2 separate regions of the Oryctolagus cuniculus genome follow, and region 1 is linked to region 2. The links are chromatin contacts, called in public Micro-C maps. All regions are on one chromosome and are shown on one strand. Each heading gives the region's core, a stretch centred on a gene start, on an enhancer-like site or on the middle of the called end of the contact. The rest is flanking DNA. Distances are from core to core; before and after follow the strand shown. Region 1 has its middle 34 kb from the start of YES1. Region 2 holds the start of TYMS (thymidylate synthetase).

The links. Hi-C and Micro-C count contacts between places; a contact is called where the count stands out from the background.
Region 1: a contact with region 2 is called in a Micro-C map of ear pinna, with 5 times the contacts expected there. The contact joins the enhancer-like site here to the promoter of TYMS in region 2. A contact is called at or near these places in 4 of 6 Hi-C or Micro-C datasets (ear pinna, psoas muscle, skin fibroblasts and 1 more).

What each region holds. Positions count from the first base shown.
Region 1 is chr10:57,446,773-57,453,547 of mOryCun1.1, reverse strand. No RefSeq gene overlaps it. Among named protein-coding and RNA genes, the nearest start is that of YES1, 34 kb to the right of the region's middle. Within about 2 kb of position 2,982, at least 7 of the 8 cell types and tissues checked have an H3K27ac peak or open chromatin away from gene starts, as enhancers often do. A contact at or near this core is called in ear pinna, where this site is marked.
Region 2 is chr10:57,277,954-57,284,058 of mOryCun1.1, reverse strand. TYMS (thymidylate synthetase) reads right to left here and starts at 3,942. Exons shown (of 7, transcript XM_002713438.5): 1 at 3,624-3,942; 2 at 971-1,044. The coding sequence starts at 3,819.

The DNA of each region.
Region 1 (6,775 bases), core at 1,733-4,232, 170 kb before region 2:
ACCAGTTGTCTGGGTTTCAATCTGTTACTTGCTGTGGGTTGTCAAGAAGTTATTTAACCTCCACAAGCCTTGGGTTTCTCATTCAAGTGGGAATTGAAAGTACCTTACTCAGGACCAGCACTGTGGCGTAGCGGGTAAAGCCACCGCCTGCAGTGCCGGCATCCCATATGGGTGCCGGTTCGAGACCCAGCTGCTCTAATTCTGATCCAGCTCTCTTCTATGGTCTGGGAAAGCAGCAGAGGATGGCCCAAGTCCTTGGGCCCTGCACCCATGTGGGAGACCCAGAAGCCCCTGGCTTCGGGTCAGTGCAGCTCTGGCCTTTGCTGCCGATTGGGGAGTGAACCAGCGGACGGAAGACCTCTCTCTCTGCCTCTCCTCTCACTGTGTAGCTCTGACTCAAATAAATAAATCTTAAAAAAAAAAAAAAAGTACCTTACTCATAAAGTTGTTCTGAGGATTGAGAAAATAGAAGCAAACTATCAGAAAGTGGCAAGTGTGGACACACACACATTTCCCTGAAAAGGAAATTTCTAAAGAGGAAAGCTAAGAGTCTGGAAAGAAGTATCAGGGCAGCCAATTGAAGAGAGAATCAAAAGATAAACAAGGAGCAGCAAGCATTTAGCCTGGTGATTAAGAAGCCCACATTCCATATTGGACCTGGGTTGGAGCCCCAGGTCCGCTCAAGCTTCAGCTCCCTGCCAATGCACACCCTGGAGACAGCACGTGATAGTTCAAGTTGGATCCTTTCACCCACACGGGAGACTCTGCCTGCGTTTTCAGACCCTTGCCCCAGCCAGGCCCAGTCCCAGTCACAGGCATTTGGGAATCAAACCAGCAGATCAAAGATCTCTCTCCCTCTCTCTCTCCTTCTCTCCCTCTCCATCTTCCCCTCCTCCTCCCTCCCTCCTCCTCCTCCTCCTCCTCCTCCTCCTCCCCTCCCTCCCTCCCTCCCTCCCTCCCTCCCTTCCATTTAAGATGAAAAAGTCAGTGGTATTAAGTGCCACCGAAACATCAGGTAAATCAGAAGAGCATCCACTGAATTTGGCAAGGGTGACAGTAGTGAGCATGTGTCCATTGCAGAGTTGGGTTGGAAGCCTCATTACTGTCTCGTGACGCATTGTGATGAGATGTGGAAATGAGAATGCAGAACATACTCTACCCAGTTAAGAGGCTGCGCTCAGATGGAAGAGGAAACCTAAGATCTTAGTTTAACAATACAGATCACTTAAGCATAATTATATGCTGGGGGAGGGGGACATGTTGGAAATAGAGGGGAGAGCTGACAACTGATGCATAAGGGAGGAGGTGAGGTTGTGAATCCAGAACACAAGTGAAGGGTGCACATCTCGTGTTGTGTAATAGAAGGAAAAAGGTATAAATATGGCAATTTTTATAAAGTATTTGGTTATTTATTTACTTTATTTGAAAGGCAGAAGGGGAGAAAGGGAGAGACAGAGAAAGAGATCTATCCACTGTTCGTTCTCCAAATGGCTGCAACAGCCAAGGCTGGGCCAAGAGGAAGCCAGGAGCCAAGAATTCCACCCAGATCTCCCACATGAGTGGCAGGGGCTCAACTATTGAGCCATCATCCACTGCTTCCCAGGAACATTTGCAGGAGCTGTGTCAGAAACAGAAGAGCTGAGACTCGAAACAGAAGAGCTGAGACTCAAACCAGCACTGCAATACGAAATGCAAGAGTTCAAGCAGGGATGGGAAACCAGGAGGAAGCACCTGGCTCCCGGCTCCTGGCTTTGGATTGGCGCAGCGCACCGGCAGAAGCGGCCATTTGGGGTGGGGTGTGTGTGTGTGTGAACCAACGGAAGGAAGACCTTTCTCTCTGTCTCTCTAACTCTGCCTGTGGAAAAAAAAAAAAAGAAAAGAAAAGAAAAGAAAAGAAAAAAGAGAGAGAGAGAGAGTTCAAGCATTCAAGCAGGGGCCAGTGCTGTAGTGTAAGTAGGCTTAGCCTCTGCCTGCAATGCCAGAATCCCATACCGGCATCCTCTCATGTCCTGGCTGTCCCTTTTCCCATCCAGCCCTGCTATGGCCTGGGAAAGCAGTAGAAGATGGCCCAAGTCCTTGGGCCCCGGCACCTGCGTAGGAGACCCGGAGGAGGTTCCTGGCTCCTGGCTTCGGATCAGCACAGCTCCGGCCGTTGCAGTCATCTGGAGAGTGAACCAGCAGATGGAAGACTTTCTCTCTCTCTCTCTCTCTCTCTCTCTCTCTGCCTCTCCCTCTATCACTCTGCCTTTCAAATAAATAAATCTTTTTTTAAAAAATGGTAATAGTTTAAGTTTCTCACGGTTATTACTACATTTGCTCTGAAAAGTTAGAAAATTAAGGGGCACGGAGTTAAAGGCTGGGATTAACAGAAATATAAAAGTGAGTGATGCTTGATGGGAGCCTATAATAAATTCTTGATACTATCGTTTTAAAGTCTCAAGTTTCCCTCTAGAGAAACTAAAACGACCTTAAAAATAAAGGAGCCAGAGCTCTTCCAAGCAGCTTTTGAAGTTAACTTTTACAAGGGTAAAATCTCAGTCAGAAACTTCACAGACAAAAAAAAAAAAAAAAAGTGGAGTCAATGGTAGCGAGCGGGCATGCGCAGTCCAAGGCCTCCGGCACCACGAGGCCGCCAGGAAAAAAACCCGCAGCTTCCGCCTCGGAGCCTCTCGCTTCCGGTGCTTTGTGAGCGCCTGGGCGGCTCATGCCCCAGAGCCCAGAGAGAGGGAGTCCGGAGGCGAGGCCTGTCGGAGACTTCGGTTCCAACAGCGCCGGAGTGGTGCCCCGCAGCCTTCCTAACGGGAACGAGCCGCCCTCCGCGGTCTCCGCACTCTCCGCGCCCGGGCCGCTGCGGAGCGCGCCGGCGGCGCCCCAGCTTCCCTGGACGGCGGCCGGGACGCGCGTGAGCGAGGCCCGCGCCTGACGGCGGAGCCGCCTTCCAGGTCGCTGCTGCAGTCAGAGGCAGTCCAAGAGAGCTCTGCGGATTCCGGTCTGTCTTGGCTGCCGAGTAGGCTGACCGTGCCCGTAACTGACGTGTGTTGGGGTTCGGGCTGCCGTGCCGCGTCCGCGTCCACCCCAGTGGATTCGAACAAGACAGCACTGTTACCCCGGATAGGGCCTTACGTCCTTGGAGAAATTTTGCACCCAAGTAAATAAAAAAGCCCATCTCAGCAGGTGGCCGGGGTCCCTAGCTCTCCCCGACCCCTTCAAGCTCGCCGAGGCGGTGGACGGCACGATTGGCTTCTGCCGCGAGGGGGCGCCCGCAATCCGCGCACCGCTGTGCGGCCCCAATCAGTCCTGCACCAGCCTGAAGGCAGGGAGAGAGTCCAGGGCGGAAGATCCTCTGGTCCCATTTCACAAACGAGGAAAGTAAGACCCAAAAAGGGAAGCGATCTAGCCCCAACGACGCCGCTGGTTTGCAGGAGGCAGAATCGAAGTCCGTGTCTCCTCACTGCCAACCCCAAGTTCATGCCTCCAAAAGCTGGTGGTTTTCAAACCAAAAACAAAACCAACAGCATTAACAACACTGCATCTTTTTTATTTTTTTAATAAAATGTTACAAACCGAGAATACCTGCTGGGAGCAGGTGGTATCCCACAACAGAGTACCTGGGTTCTATGTCCGGCTCTGGCTCCTGACTCCTGCTTCCCAACAATAGAGACCCTGGCTCAATTGATTGGGTTCTTGCCACCCACATGGGAGACCTGGACTGTAAACCTGGCTTGGCCCAGTCTCGGTGTTGTGACATTTAGCGTGTGCACTGACATATGGGGTCTCTCTAGCTGTCTCTGTCTCTCAAATTTTAAAACTTTCAAAATTTCTTTCAATGTACTTCTAACTACCCCACCTGCCATCCCCATGGAGTTGCTATGATGAAAATAATTGTCTCTGGGACATCAGTGAAGACTCATCCAAGTCCCTCAGACTAGTATGAAAATGACTGTTAGGGTGGAATAAACTGAGGCAGAGCCCTAAGCTTGTCACCTTGATTCTAGTGTGCTGTCACCTGACTGTAGTGTGCCTGTCAGCTGACTCTAGTGCACTGCCACCCCAACTCCAGTGCACTGTCACCCTGATGCTAGTGGGTAGTGTGCTGTAGTGACTGTAGCATGCTGTCACCTGACTGTAGTGTGCTGTCACCTGACTATTGTATGCTTGTCGCCCAACTGTAGTGTGCTGTCACCCAATGCCACTGTTCTTGTCATCCAACTCTAGTATGCTTGTCACCTGACTGGTGGGTTGTCAGCCTGACTCTAAGCACAACTCTTTCCCCCCACTGCTTGTCCACCTCCTTCACAGCCACTAAACCTCCCCCTGGGACTTTTGCCTGCATCCAGACACCTGAAGCCTTCCCTGAACCAAAATTGAACTGTTGAACCACACCATGGGAACAGTTGGACTTCTCAAGTCCCCTGCCCTCCTACCCTACCTCCCTGGTTAATGCCTTGCCTGGGCTTGCTCCTTCTACTGAATTCTGCCAAGAAAATCAGGAGTAACAAGTCAGCTGTGCTGCAAAATGAACAGCTTGGAGTTTTAGTGGGGCCGCTGGCCCTGCTCAGCAATGCTTTGTAGGCAGGTGCATTTCTTTTCAATTCCAGATGCAGTGGCCTTGCCACCAAGCTCTGCCTGCCTCCACCACCATGAATACAAACCTTATCTCTTACTGTGCCAGGTGGTGTTCTCAAAACATGCCATGTGATAACTTGGTTTTATCTTCACAACAATCCTACATTGTGAATCCCCACTATACAGATGAGAAATGGAGGCACAGAGATCAAAGAACTGGAAGATGGCGGAGCTGGAATTGGAGCCTGTGTTCTGACTTGCTGGCTGCATGACCTCTGACCTCTGTGCCCTGCAGTGTTGTTAGAAAACCAAAGCCACAAGGCATCAGCTCCTTCTACCTCCATCCCATCCAGCTGACTATTTATCCAGGTCTCTACCCCTTCTTTTTTTTTTAATTTTTTTATGTTTTATTTATTTATTTGAAAAGCAGAGTTACAGACAGGGAGAGACAGAAAGAAAGAGAACTTGCATCCACTGGTTCACTCCCCAAGATGGTCACATCTCCTGGGGCTGGGTCAGGCTACAGCCAGGAGCCAGGTCTCCCACATGAGTGCAAGAGCCCAAGAACCTGGGCCATCTTCCTCTGCTTTCCCAGGCCATTAGCAGGGATCAGAAGAGGAGCAGCTGGGATTTGAATCGGTGCCAATAATGGATGCCAGTGCTGCAGGCGGCTGTTTAACCCACTGCATTCTCCACCCCTCCTTGAGCCCTTCACTTTCTACCCATAATTTTGGTTCAAGTTTCTCCAGTGTCTCAGAGGACTTGCTTCCTCAGTGAGTCTCCTCATTCCTCCATGGCTGAGGCTGGGCCAGGTTGAAGCCAGGAGCTCAGAACTCAATCCAAGTCTCCTACGTGGGTAGCAGGGACCCAACGACTTGATCCATCATCTGCTGCTTCCCAGGGTGCACAGTAGCAGGAAGATAGATCAGAAATAGAGGATCCAGCACTTGAACCAGGCACTCTGACATGAGCTGTGGGCATCCCAAGCAGCAACTTAACTGCAGCACCAAATACCTGCCCCTCGGGGCATTTTTCTCACGTTTTTTATAGACAAATTTTATTTAAGTTATGCAAGTCTCATGTTTTTCATATATACAGATTTAGGAACATAATGACACTCCCCCCTATCCCACCCAAGTTCCATCCCTTCTTCCTCCTTCTCTCACATTCCCACTCTTAATTTTTACAAAGATCTATTTTCAGTTTACTTAACAATCATATAGTTAACCCTACACTAAGTAAAAAAAGTTCAACAAATAGTATGAAGAGAAAAAAAACTGTTCCTCTATGGAAGAGAAAAAGGCTGTAAACAATCATTGAATCTCAAAATGTCTATTTCACTCAAATACATTACATTTTGGGTACTCTATTACCTCAGATCAGAGAAAACGTATCATATCTGTCTTTGGGGGACTGGCTTGTTTCACTAAGTATAATGGTTCCCATGTTGTTGCAAAAGACAGGATTTCATTTGATCTTCTCCTCACTTGCAGCCTCTCCTACTTTAGCTCACAGGATGCTGTTCTCCTCTGGTCTTCTGCTACTTTTTTATTTGTTTATTTATTTCAAAGGCAGAGCTAAAGAGAAGCAGAGGCTGAGAGAGGTCTTCCATCTGCTGGTTCATTCCCCAGATGGCCACATCGGCCAGAGCTGCGCCGATCCAAAGCCAGGAGCCAGGAGCTTCTTCCAGATCTCCCACATGGTTGCAGGGACCCAAGGACCTGGGCCATCTTCCACTGCTTTCCCAGGCCACAGCAGAGAGCTGGATGGGAAGAGCAGCAGCCAAGACTCCAACCAGCACCCTTGTATGATGCCAGCACTGCAGGCGGCGGCTTTACCTGCTATGCCAGAGCACTGGCTCCTCTTCTGCTACTTCTACAATAAATATTCTCACTTGTTTTTTCATTATTTCATTGTGCTTTTTAATTGAAAAATAATTGTACATATCGATGGGGTACAGAGTGATATTTCCATTCGTGTACTCATCATGTAAATATCAATTCAAGATATGTAGGTTATGCAGCATCTGAAGCGTTCACCATTTCTTTGTGATGAGAACATTCAAAACCCTGTCTCCTAGCTATTTTAATATCTGTGATATAATATTAACTCTAGGGGCACCACAGGTTAAGCCATAGCATTCCACATTAGAGTGCCGGTTCTAGTCCCAGCTACTCTGCTTCCTGCTAATGCACTTGGGAAGACAGTG
Region 2 (6,105 bases), core at 2,693-5,192:
GTCCTTGCCCAAGCATTCAGCTCTTTGGAAAAGGCTTATCTTTTTTTATTTTTTTAGGATTTATTTTTTATTTATTTGAAAGGCAGAGTTACAGAGAGAGAGAGAGAGAGAGAATCTTTCATCTACTAATCCACTCCCCAAATGGCTGCAACAGCCAGGGCTGTGCCAGGCCTACGTCTCCCACGTAGCCACAGGGGCCCAAGCACTTGGGCCATCTTCCACTGCTTTCCCAGGCTTGCCAGCAGGAAGCTAGATCGAAAGTGGAACAGCCGGGCCTTGAACTGGCGCCCACATGGGATGCTGGCTTTGCAGGTGGTGGCTTAACCTGCCACATCACAATGCCCACCCCAGAAAAGGTTTATCTCAAAGAGACTCTTCTAGTTTACACAAACATGAGAATACATCTGGTAGCTATATTCAGGACCAACACATGTCCAGTAGGCACCATGTGTTGGGCTGTCTCTACGATACAAAAGGAACAAAAGAGAACAACAGAAACAAATTCAGGGCCCTGATGGAGCTTACAGCACATTTTATCTCTTCTCCTTCTAAGGGAGAAAGGGAGGAGGCTGACATTACATACCAGATGTTTCTCTACGGAGAGAAATGAGGTGAGGGGAGCTTCACAGTGCAGATGAAGAGGCCAGGGAAGGTGCGAGCAGAGACCAGCAGGAGGGAGTCACAATGCAATGCATGTAAAGAAGGCTCCAAGGTGTGGGAATGCAAGCGCAGAGTCCCATGTGCTCAAAGATTGGCAAGGAGGCCAGGAAAGGTGGGGCAGAGAGCAGCAGCCATGGCCAGCGCTCCGGAGCCAGAAGAGAGGCCTTGATAAGGACCAGGCTCTCAGGGCATGAGAAGGGAGTTGCTGGGGCTTTAGGCCAAGGCATGACACAATCTGGCTTGTAAATGATCTCGCTGGCTGCTGTGGTGAAAGCAGACTGTGCACTTGCAATAGCAGCAACTTCTTTACCTTGATAAACCACAGCAACTCCTCCAAGACACCCTTCCAGAATACACGTTTGGTTGTCAGCAGAGGAAATTCATCTGAAAAACAGTTTGCCGCACAGTTTGAAGACGGGAAAAAAGAACACCCTGTCCAAATTTCTGTGGAAGAAAAGTGCCCTGGGACATGAGGGCCTGATGTGATAATAGAAACATCTGGAAAACTGCAATTCTGAGTGGGCACAGGGATCGGGGCAAGTCAGTGACACACTTCAGATGGACACAGCCCTCCTGAGTCTTGGCAAGCCCTGGACACAGGAATTATTCCTTCTTTAAAATATTTGATTTATTTATTTGAGAGGTAGAGTTATAGACAGAGAGGCCTTCCCTCTGCTGGTTCCCTCCCCAAATGGCCACATTAGCCAGAGCTGGGCCGATCCGCAGCCAGGAGCCAGGAGCTCACCATGTGGGTGCAGGGGCCCAAGCAGCTGGGACATTTTCCATTGCTTTCCCAGGCCATTAGCAGGGAGCTGGATCAGAAGTACAGTAGTCTGGGCAGGCGCCATGGTGCAGTAGGTTATCCTCCGTCTGTGGCACCGGCATTCCATATGGGCGCTGGTTCTAGTCCCGGCTGCTCCTCTTACAATCCAGCTCTCTGCTATGGCCTGGGAAAGCAGTAGAGGATGGCCCAAGTGCTTGGGCCCCTGCACCTGCATGGGAGACCAGGAGGAAGCAGCTGGCTCCTGGCTTCGGATCGGCACAGCTCCGGCTGTTGCGGCCATTTGGGGAGTGAACTAACGGAAAGAAGACCTTTCTCTCCATCTCTCCCTCTCATTGTCTGTAACTCTACCTGTCAAATAAATAAATAAAATCTTAAAAAAAAAAAAGTATAGCAGCCAGGAGTTGAATCTATAGCACCCACATGGGAGGTGCTGCAGGCGGAGGCTTAAGCTACTACTCTACAGTAGTGGCCCCTGGACAGAGGAATTTCACACAGTGAAACTGAGGGTAGGGAGTGCCCACATGGAAAAGGCAAAGAACAGCCATCTACCACACAAGACCAGGTGTGTGCCCAAAGCCCAAAGGCACCCATGACTAATTCCACTATGGCCCTGCTCAGGGCATAGTTGATATCACATTGGCCAAAAATACAGAATTTAGCTGTAAAACAAACTGACCTTTTTTTCCCCAGTGTGCCCTAATCAGTTCAAATATTTTATATATACGATCCTATTAATGCTCAACTCAAGCCTCCTCCAGGAGCCATGAAGATCTCCATTTTACAGATCTGGGAGGCAATATGTAAGTTTGCACAGCTTAAGGGACAAAAAGTGAGGCATCAAGCAATAGAGGAATAAAAAGTGTAAAAACCCATCTTTAAATGCAGCACCTATTTAGCCCACATCATTGGTTGTACAGCTGACATCTGTGTGACAGGGAGATTTTCAAGCTCTGGCTCTTATCAGTATTGCTTATGGAGCATCATTTCTTCCAGTTTTTTTTTTTTTTTTTTTTTTTAAGATTTATTTATTTATTTGAAAGTCAGAGTTACAGAGAGAGAGAGAAAGAGAGGTCTTCCATCCAATGGTTCACTTCCCAAATGGCCGCTATGGCCAGAGCTGTGCCAATCCGAAGCCAGGAGCCAGGAGCCTCCTCCGGGTCTCCCACACGGGTGCAGGGGCCCAAGGACTTGAGCCATCTTCTACTGCTTTCCCAGGCCATAGCAGAGAGCTGGATGGGAAATGGAGCAGCCAGGACACAAATCGGCGCCCATATGGGATGCTGGCACTGCAGGCAACGACTTTACCTGCTACACCACAGCGCCAGCCCCCATTTCCTCCATTTTTAACGTATGGGGAAGCTGAAGACCAGAAAGGTAAGCTGGCTCGCTCTCTAAGCAGAGGGGGTGAATTAAAAACTAGTTCTGCGGCTCATCAGAAGCCAATGACTGGGCTTGCAGCTGCTCAGAGGACGGCCGCAAGTTGTCCAAAGCAGGGCAGCCCCCGGCCCCTGGTGCAGTTTCCGGTTTCTAGAATGGGTGTGCGGGTTGGGGAGGGGCTCTTCCCTGACTACAGGCACCCCTCTTCACCAACAGCGGCTCTCCCCTGCAACCCCGCTCCGCCCCAGTGTCAAAGATGCTGTTCGGTCTCCTCGGAGGGTGCACTGAGCAGGATCCTAGATCTGCCGTTGGGGAGGGGCAAATCTGTCGCCCCAGCGACAGCCTGATGCTGCCACCCTCCCAGTCACTTCCTCCCTGGGCCGTCCGACGGAACCAGATGAGTAATGGCTCCTAACTCGGACTCTCGAGCCCACCCCTCGGCTCTCTCCCGCCTCCTGCCGCCCCGCCCACACCGTTTGCGCTCCAGTTTTTAAACGCTGCAAAGCGCAACACAGCTAGCGCGCGGAGTGGCGGCCCCCTGGCCAACGCCTGGGCAAGCCTGGGCAAGTCTCTGCCCCTCTCCCGGATGGGGCGAACGCTCCCAGCTCACGCTGGCTTTGGAAGGCTATGAAGCTAGGAGGCTCAGGGCTCCTATCTGTGGGGCTCTACGCAAATCACCTCTCCAACCCAGGCCTCGGTTCCCGCGCCCGGGAAATGGGGATGCGATGCTTCCCCTGCGACGCGGGACTGAGGGTAGGGCCAGCCGTGCAGCGCCCTCCTGCCCGCCCCCCGGCGCTGTCACCTCTCAGGCTGTAGCGCGCCTGCATGCCGAACACCGACAGGGTGCCGGTGCCCGTGCGGTCCTCCTTCCTGAAGCCGCAGCGCAGGATGTGCTCGATCTGCCCCAGGTACTGCAGCTCCCCGTGGGGCGGCCGCGCCTCGGCGCCCTGCTCCTGCGCCGTGGGCGGCGACGGCAGCTCAGAGCCGGCGGCGGGCATGGCGCGGGCGGCCTGGCGGCGGAGACGGCGGAGACGCGGCTTGTCGGTGGGCTAAGGTGGGCTCGGCGGCCGGGCCCCTTCCGGGCGCTCTTTTCCCGCCACCTCCAGAGCTCCGCCTCTTCCTGCGCGGCCGCGCTGGCTCCTCCCCTCGCTTCCCGGCAGGGCGGGGCGCGGTGGGAGGCCCCTGGGTCAGAGGTGCAGTCAGCACCCTGGGATCCGTCATCTCCACAGCTAGGAAATTCTTCGTCCCATTCAGCCCAGGAGAAATTCCTAACCCTTGCAGCCTAGTACATTGGTCCGGAGGGCCGATCTAGTTTTGAAGGTTTGGAGGCTGAACTACAGAAGCCTGGAGCAATTGTGGTAATGTTCGTGCATTATTAAATATTTTTTAAAAACCTCTTTTGAGATTCTCCTGTAACGTTGATGACAGTGTAATAAGGAATTTTCACTTTCTTTGCCCCCAATCCTCTGAAGGCCAGCAGCTGGAGCAAGTGGAAAGTGACAGCCAAAAATTCTTCAGGTTTTAAGATTTATTTATTTATTTATTTATTTGAAAGGCAGAGTTGCAGGGAGAGATCTTCCATCCACTGGTTTACCCCCCCAAATGGCTGCAAGGGCTCCAGGAGGAAGCCAGGAGACTTGAACTCCAACTGGGTCTCCCACGTGGGAGTAGGGGCCCAAGCACTTTCTCCATCTTCTGCTGCCTTCCCAGGCGTATTAGCAGGGAACTGGATTGGAAATGGAGTGGCCTGGATTTGAACCACAGCTCCCATGCAGGATGCAGGTAATGCAGGTGGTGGCTTAACCTGTTGCGCCACAACTCTGGTCCCTGGTTCTTTAGGTTTTTAATACAGACATGATCCGAGTACCTTTACTTTTAATCCAGGTGCTTGACCCGCACAGAGATAAGAATTCTAAGCCCAGGCATACATGAAGTGCATAAGTGAGAATAAGATTTATTTAAAAGTTGTGAGAGTAAGCAAAAAGTTGTGAGAGTAAGCATAAGCATAAGCATACATTGTTCTCATGTGATTGTGGACCATCTCAATGGGGAAATACCCATCATGAGTAGGCCAGAGGTTTTTGAAAGAAAGCATCGGAACAGCACCCCAACTGTGGTCAGGGGCAAAAAGCAGGCTATTCCCTCTTCTCCACCTCTTTTATGAGGTAGGGGTAGTGGTGACTTAACTGAATATTCAAAGAGGGTGGGGTCTTAGCATTGGTGAAGTCAGCTGGGTTTTTTGTGGCACCACCAAGTGGAGTTTAATATGTGGTATCATGGCTTCTCCTCCTTCCTGGTCCAGGATGAGACACAGGTGCATCCTGGGAAGGTGGGTGTTTTAGGTTGCCAGGTAGAGATTACATTGCAGGGCTGGCAGGAATTCCAGCGCACCTAGACCTAAACCCTGCCTATGCCCACTATATAAATATCATTTTTTTCAATTTTAGTGAGGTGTTTACAGTTAGACTCCAGTGAATAGAAACTGTCTGATAATGACTTTAAGATGTATCGATACATGTGTTGTAAACACAAGCAGTCAATTACATCAGCAACTGTGTATTGAGTACACATTAAGTGCTCAAAAAATTTTTATTTTTGCTGTGTCTGGGAATATAAGAATAAAAGATAAAAAGAATACAATGTGGTGGGGTCAGAACTGTGGTACATCAGGATGCGGCACTGGCATCCCATATGGGCACTGGTTCGAGTTCCGGCTGCTCCACTTCCATTCCAGCTCCCTGCTAGTGGCCTGGGAAAGCAGAAGAAGATGGCCCAGGTGCTTGGGCCCCTGCACCCACGTGGAAGACCCAGACGAAGCTCCTGGATCCTGACTTTGGACCGGCCCCGCTCCAGCCGTTACTGTCATTTGAGGGGTGAACCAGCAGATAGAAGATCTCCTCTCTCTCTCTCTCTCTCTCTTTCTCTCTCTCTCTCTCTCTGTAACTCCGACCTTCACACAAATAAATCAATCTTTTAAAAAAAAAATTACCATGTGGGCTCTGCGGAACTTGTGAAACACTGTTTCTTGCCATTCAGTAAAGTGGATGTGTAACCAGACTGAGTACATCTTTCTTTTCATATTCTGATGAACAAAAGCAAGCTACTGAGCCTGCGACTGATTAAATTGTCTGTTCAAACAGATAAATGGTGTTTGTTAGTGAATTCCAGAGACTGGCCTTGGGAAGACCAGCTGCAGGTGCAAAGTGTTCTGGTCCTCCCAGGTCAGCATGGCCAAAGGTTTGAGTTTATCGTAATGTAATGTAAAGGGGGACCAACAGCTAAGG